Regions from separate parts of the Hordeum vulgare genome. Here region 2 is linked to region 1. Evidence: chromatin contacts called from public Hi-C data. All regions are on one chromosome and are shown on one strand. The core of a region is the stretch at or near the end of the contact, and the rest is flanking DNA. Distances in the headings are between cores, read along the strand shown. Region 1 holds the start of LOC123408800. Region 2 holds the start of LOC123412093 (cold-responsive protein kinase 1-like).

Region 1 (3,534 bases), core at 744-3,243:
ATCAATATAAATGTAACTATTTGTATTTCAAAAAAAAATTGTAAATTAATCGTAAGATTATCTTGGGTGAAGAATAAACTATTCTGCACCCTGTGTGATGAATGGGTAAAGATAAAGATAAAGATTAACACAGAGGTAAAATGCTACTACAAAAAATCAGAATATTTTCTCCACACGAGACAGAAGGAAACAACTTCCCACTAATAGTTCTGTAAACAGCCCTAAGAAAAATAACCTTTTTGTTAATCGAAACATTGGATAAACCCTACTGAAACATTTTATATTACAACAGAGTATGACAATTAGGATTGAGATAAGCCAAAAAGAACAAGACAAAAAAAAACAAGAAAGTAGTAAGAAATTACAAGATGCCACTTAGCCATGATCCCATCGCTTCAGCTACCACTACATCGCCCCCTTCAAGCTTTCCACCAGAAACAGCTGCTGCAGCGTGGGCGGCGGCACCGAAAACTCTGGCTCCACCGACAAATACGTTGAGCTGCCAGGACACCACCACGCAGCTTCCCGTCTGCAGCCTGAAGCTCCTTCGTCCGCCGCTTTGGGTGACAGCTCGTGCAGTGCTTCCGTCCCGATCTGCCGGTAGTTCCCGGGATACCTCTCGGGCACGAGATGGGGAGTGACATGGCATGCCAATTTCAGAGGCAGGTTCTGGTCCGCGGGTGCACCCGCCGAATCGATCTGCGGCATGGCGAAGCAGACGGCATCCACTCGAACGATCGGCCACGGCATGCCGTCGGTCGCTGCGCGTCCCGCGTCCGTGGTGGAAATGGAATTCCGGTGGCACCTCCATGCCGACGAGACGCACCGCATCGACATGGACGACGCGTTGGAATAGCTCGCTTCCTGCGCCTGCACCTCCCCGACGAACCCCCTCGCCGTTGCGCAGGCGGCGCCGAACTGGGGAGGCAGCAGGTGCAAGGAAGACATGACGACGCCCAGGATGTCAGCACGCTCCAGCAGGTGGAACACCACGCAGAGCTTCACGTTCTTCTCCCACTCGGCGCTGTCGTCGCAGGAGAGGAAGAGGACGACCTCCCTGTTGCCGTCGCCGTCGCCGTCGCGCGGGTGGAGCAGCAGGAGGGCGTCCCGGCTGCCGCTCCTGAGGGAGAACTCGAGCGTCTTCCCTGCAAGCAGCGACTCCGTGGGGTCTTCCAAGGACACCGTCAAGCTCTTCGGACGGCCTCCAAGCTGGACGTACCGGAAGAACTCGTCGGCGACCTGCGCCAGCCTCTCGAACCTCCGCACCGTCGCGTCGCTCGGATCACCGCCGCCGTCCTTGCCGCGGCGGAAGGGCAAGAAGCGTGCCGCCGCTCGAGCGACGCGCGTACGAACGGGGGTCTCCTTACTCGCAATCCCCTCGCTCCGCTGCCGCTCCGCGGATCTGCTCCTGGAAGCGCGCAGGATGGCGTCGCCTTCCTCGCCTACGCGCTTCAGTCTCGCCTTCCAGTCGAGCAATGGTTGGTGGAGTATGAGCCAATCTTGGGAGACGGCGACAACGCTGTGGATCTTCAGCACCGCGAACTCGAGCCTCTCGGCGTTGTCCTCCGCGCCCCCATCCACTCTCGAGTTGCCTGATGATAGGATCGAGAAAATTCTGCTTACAGACTCGCTCGCAACCGCGGATCCAAATATCTCAGCCATGAGCATGAGGCCTTCCCCTGGTAAATCAGAGCTCCTGCTTTTAGTGATGCATGGCGCATCTTTCCACCCGTAAGAAAATTGCTCAGCGTGTTTGAATGGTAAGCCTTAAAATGGCAAGCCATAGAAAAGTCTTTCACGTCACGGTCACGGTTCTCATTGAGACTTATCGTCGAAGGCGTCGTCCTTGGAATAAAGTTAAGTGTAAGAAAATCGGACGACACAGACGGACGGGCGATTTTGTTCACTTTTTGTTCGGTTGGTTCGATCGCATGTCATGCGTCTGTCCTGTTTTAGATATGGATCGACAACGCGCTCAACTTGTCAATCCATATGTGTCCGTGTGACCGGCTGGTCGTTCTATTTTACATTAATTTGCATAGTTTGAATCAAATAACATAATTTGGACAGAATAAAATATCATAGTTATTACAAGCCTAATAAAATAGCATACTTATTACAAACTTATACAAGGACTCTAGACAAATAGACTCGCTCATACGGACGTACTCGTCAATGAGATCACCTGGCACTCCGTATGCAAGCATTCGGATGGCGTTAGTGCATTTCTCATAAGAGGAAAAACCTATCTTGCCGACGGCATCCTCTTTGCACTCGAAATAGTCATCATAGCCGACCACCCCCTCTCTAATACGGTTGAAAAGATGCCTACTCATACGGAAATTGCGGCAAATTTTTGATGTTTGAATAACGAATTTGTTGTATCAAAGTAGTCCTTTCAAAGAAGGAAATGTCCGCTCTCTCGGTTGCGATTCAACGTCGGAAGGTGGCCCGGAATGAAGCCACGGAACAACGTCCGTTGGCTGTTGAGGTGGTGACGGACCAACACGGCAGCCAATATCTCCTCCTCGTCATCGGACGACGAATCATCGGAGTCGCAAAGGAAATTGTGAAAAAAGAACTCGTCGACGGAGTCTATTTTGTACCTTGGCAAACCGTCGAACAGCTTGCGGGCATCGACGAAGCAGACAGCCGGCGAAGGAAGTCGCGGCGCGCACGGACCAACTAGCTGCCCTGTCGGCGTCCGACGAGCGTGCCTGTGAGGATCTGGCCGGGCGGCGAGGCGGCTTCTTGGTCGGGGGCGGACTGTGTGGTGGGGGCGCGGGGGTGGGAAGCAGTCGGCTCCCCGGCGGCAAAACGGCGGCCGCGGACGACGTGGGAGTGGGCCGCGTTGCTGGGCGGATGTGGAGGCGCCGGCAATTGCAGAGTCGCCGGCAAAAATGAGCGGCGGCGTCGGCGACGAAGGAGGCGGGTGAGGGTTGGATGGGGGGAGGCCAATGTGCCACCGACCAACGGGCCTGGGGAAGGAGAAGGCGAGCGTCCGCGCGTCTGTCGTTTGTCCGCGCCGACGCAAATCCGTCTCAAAAATGGGCCGGGAATGGGTCGCCCGCGGACGAAAACCGGATGCGCGTCCGTTTGGGTCGGCGCGTTGGGCCACTTTTTGTGTCCGTTTCGACCCAAATGTACGACGGCACACGAAATGGGTCGTCCCATTGAAGTTGCTCTAACATGATTGTTTTCTGAGAAAACTTCGAATCTATTTATCGTGCTATGACAGTACAAACAACACAAAAATAAAGAAATTATGTGTGACGGAAACAAACACTGAAACGAGTTGAAGGCACGCTGTCGTCATCAGAGCTCCTGATTTTAGTGATAACGCATAGAAAAATTGCTCAACGTGTTGGACTGGTATATAAGCCATAAAACAGGTGTTGAAAGTCTTTCACGTCGCTTTTCTGATGAAGACTATTGTTGAAGGCATCTTCCTTCGAATAAAGTTAGGGCGATGCCATGGATCAGCCGGATGATTTCTTAGAAAAATCATCCGCGTGCACGTCCGTCCGATTCGTG
Region 2 (3,866 bases), core at 946-3,445, 370 kb before region 1:
GAACAATAAAATAAAATATACATTTGTTTTTTCAACAAACATTGTTTAATGTCCTACATACGAGCAAAATTTCGTAAAGAAAAGACAATCCCAAGTGTTATAGAAGAAAGAAAGAATCAATTCTCCAAGGAGACCTTATTTATAAGCATTTTCGTGCACTTATTTTTCCTGAGCATTAGGAATTTTTATTCTTCACAAAAATGTGCAAATATGCAAAGCATCAACAATGTCTATTGTGAACAAATTAGGTGCATGTGAGCTCGATATCGGAAGATCACTTTGGAAGGATCACTCTTTTGTTGGAGTGAAGCAACCCATCGGTGATCGTTAAGCTACGTTGCATGCAAACAACTAGGACGATCCATGATCCGAAGCTCCGCTCAAAGCAGACGAGGTTGTAACTCTGTCAAAACGGGTGTGTGATTTCAACCGAGTAATACATCTACTTCCTCCATTCTAACATAAGTGTCGTGGTGGTTTTAGCTCCCTGAAATGGGCGAAGTAGTTTTTTGAAAAGAAAAAGAAAACATAGGAAAACATCGTCTAAATAAAAGAGGCTCACGACTTGCAAGCTAAGGCCCTTGCTAGTGCTCCATCATGGATAGGTGCTAAACAAGTCACATAAGGGAAAAAATAACATGACACAACAATTAAGAAGAAGAAAGAGCACTTTAGTAACCTAGAAAAAATTAATGCCATACACGTGAGCTTAGGCAAACCACTTAAAGGAGTGAAACGAACCAATGCATAAAAGAGTTTAGATGCTAAATCATTAAATAAAATAAGCTTAACAACAATAAGTTAAGTACCTACACATTGAGGTGTTGAGTTGCTAAGCGTTTGATGCAATTAACACCTCATCTAAGCACATTTAGAAGAGGTCTAACTACTGACCCCTCAATTTTCGCAACAAAAAAATAAATTATATAGGGAAAACTCTATCGTTCAACCGGCGGATCTGCGCGATCCATCCACCACCTGCTCGTCAGATCCCGCCATCGCAATCGTCTTGACTTTTTTCTGAAACTGGAGCGTTGTTTCCGCAACTGGAGCGTTGTTTCAGAAAAATACCCAGTCCATGTCTCCACCTCCGCCTCGGCCCGACAACCCTCGCCGCCGCCGGCCTGCTACGGCTCGCCGCCCTCCGCCGTCGGCCTCCGGCGTCGGCCTGCCCGCGGCCTCGCGTGCCCTCCGTCGCCGCCCCTGCATCGGCTCCGCCTCGGCTCCGGCGACCTCGCCCGCCGCCTGCTTGTTGCCGCTCAGCCTCGCCGGAGCTTCCGTCGTTGCCATGGCCTTCCCCGCCCTGCTCCCGGCCCCGTCGGCGAGCTCCCGCGACCACGGGGCAGCCGCCTCGCCTCACGCGGCCAGGGCCAGCCGCCGTCGCCCACACCGCCGGAGTGCTGCGGCGTCCCAGCCCGCTCTCGGCTCTGCCGTAGCCCCTCGGCCACGCCGGCGAGCTCCCGCAACCAGGGGGCTAGACGCCTCGCCGCCCGTCGCCCCGCACCGCCGTAGCGCGGCCCCATCCCAGCCCGCTGCAAAAAATTCCTGAAACATGACCTTTGTTGCAAAAAATTCTTCCGCAACAGCACCCATGTTTTGCAGAAAGACGAACATTTTTTTTCCCTGAAACAAGCAATTGTTTCTGAAACTCGACCGTTGTTTCAGGATTTAATGGATCCAAAGTTTATTTTTTGCAACAAAGCGATTGTTTCTGGAACTCGAACGTTGTTTCAGGAATTAAATCAGGAACGGATCGGACGGCTATGGACGAGATCGAACGGCTGTGGAGGTGATGGATTTTTAGTAAATATCCACCGATGAATTGGTAGCAGCCCCGTTATATAGACCCCTCAATGTTTCTTATCTTTACCGGCCACTGATTGCCTGTCCTTTTCAGGAAACAGCTTGCCAGCGATAGCAAAAAAGGAATCGATATGGCAGCGCACAGGCGGGCGCAAACCTTTCCTCTTTTAAAAATAAAATAAACCCTGCGCGCGTAAACCGGATCTCGGCCTTTGCCCCGGTCAACACCCGCGTCAACCAGGCAACCAAACCCAAGTCGCCAGCCCAGGCCCAAAGCCCAGGCCCTCCACTCGCGGTCCGGGCCACCGGGGGCCGGGGCGGCTTACGAAGTCAACGACCTTGACCGCGCCGCGGCTCGGTCAGTTAAAAGACACGGCCTCGCTTTCTTCTCCCTCGTTTCTCGCTTTCGCATTGGAGACGAGAGAAGCCTCAGGCCGCCATTTCCACCCCCTCCCCTCCGCTCGCCGTGCGCCGCCGCCCGCTGACCTCTACCGGAGCTGGGAAGGCTCCGGAGAGCTGCCATACTGTGATCCGCCGCGGGCCGGAGCATCTCCGCGTCGGTCGGCTGTTCGGCGGGTTAGTATTAGCTCCGTCGGTGCGCCGGTGGGGTGGAGGTGGAAGCCCCCCGTCGGGCACCGCGCCTCGCCGGGACCGCCGGTTTTCTCGGCCCTCCCTCTCCTGCCGCGGTTCAGGTCAGCCTCGCTGCTTTTTCATGGATCATCCGATCGAAGAGTCCTAGATTTCTTCCCTTCCCTTGCTCTCTGTCTCTCGTCGCGCCGTTTCTTGAAATTACTGGGCGACAGAAGAGAAGGGGGATGCAGAGAGCCGGCAGCTCGCGATCTGATTAGAGCAAATAGCCGTGGAAACATGCCATCAACTGTAGTAATCGGCCTTAACTCTGACTATAGCCCTTGGTATTGCTTGAATCGAATGCCTGTGGGTGATTCCGCTGACATACATAGCGATAGAGTTTCAGTAACAATTATCGGCGTCCTGTTCTTCAGTAACGCACAATTGCTGCAACTTTCTGTTGGATTGTGATAGGGTGTGAGGATCCGTGCGAGCCCAGAAATGTCAGACATCGAATGCTACATGACTGGCGGGAGATACGGTGCCTGGGAATCGATTGACCCGGCCAGTCTTGCATTGCTAGCAAGCCTCCAGAAATCATTTAGATGACAACCCATACATAGCCTGTGCAATACCATGTGCCGGCTGCAACCACCCTTCCTGCTTCAGATTAACAAGAAAGCCGTGACGTGGTCTGGGTGCGCAATATCGTCTTTGTTTACTGTTGCAGTCCAGTAGCGCGTCTTCTCGCGATCTCATCCATTGTTTATTCCGTGGAAAAAGAACATGTATGCGGGTTTAGGTTTTGTCCTCAAGCTCATAGGATATTTGTAGGAACCGATCATGACATCGATGCCTGTCCAAGAAAGGTATAACTAGTCAATCAAAGAGACTATTTGGATGAGAAAAGGAGTTGTGGTGGCCTGACGGCCTTGGCCGCTACCTTTGTTTATGCATGCCATCACATACCACATCTCAAGTTGCAACGTACCAAATCAGTGATAGTTGGTTGTTAGTTAAAACTCCACTGCCTATGCAAAGCTGTCTGTCAATAATGTTTATGATGGGTAAAACTCCAGAAAGGTTCAAGTTTGAGTCTAGGTGAAATGCTTAAGTGGCTTTGCTGCTCAATTCAAGTTTGAAGCAAAGCAATTTCAATGTAGGTTTTGACTTACTGGGACATAGGATCCCCACAAATTGCTGCATAATGCAAACTGTAAATAAATATACATTTCACTATGATACACCTAGCAATATAACATATACAAACCAGTGGTTGTGATTGCAATTTCTTATAGAACCCACAAATCTGGAGCATTTCTCTCTGGAACAGCTTCTCTTCCTTTTCCCCCTCAATTGTTAAATTTACCCATAGTTCATGAGCTGTTAGTGTGTCTGAAACTTTTGCATCAAACTATAGCCTCTCAGTTATCGTGGCATCGAACTAGCCAAGCAATATTTGAACTTGAAGTTTGTGTTTCAACTTATTATTA

Evidence for each region. Hi-C and Micro-C count contacts between places; a contact is called where the count stands out from the background.
Region 2: a Hi-C map of leaf shows a contact between it and region 1, with 3 times the contacts expected there. The contact joins the promoter of LOC123412093 here to the promoter of LOC123408800 in region 1. A contact is called at or near these places in 2 of 6 Hi-C or Micro-C datasets (leaf and seedling) and 1 of 1 datasets of contacts at active chromatin or transcription factors (embryo).

Annotation. Positions count from the first base shown.
Region 1 is chr7H:592,649,858-592,653,391 of MorexV3_pseudomolecules_assembly, reverse strand. It overlaps LOC123408800, which reads right to left and starts at 1,993. Exons shown (of 1, transcript XM_045101846.1): 1 at 183-1,993. The coding sequence starts at 1,668. The coding sequence ends at 406.
Region 2 is chr7H:593,015,763-593,019,628 of MorexV3_pseudomolecules_assembly, reverse strand. It overlaps LOC123412093 (cold-responsive protein kinase 1-like), which reads left to right and starts at 2,195. Exons shown (of 7, transcript XM_045105039.1): 1 at 2,195-2,495.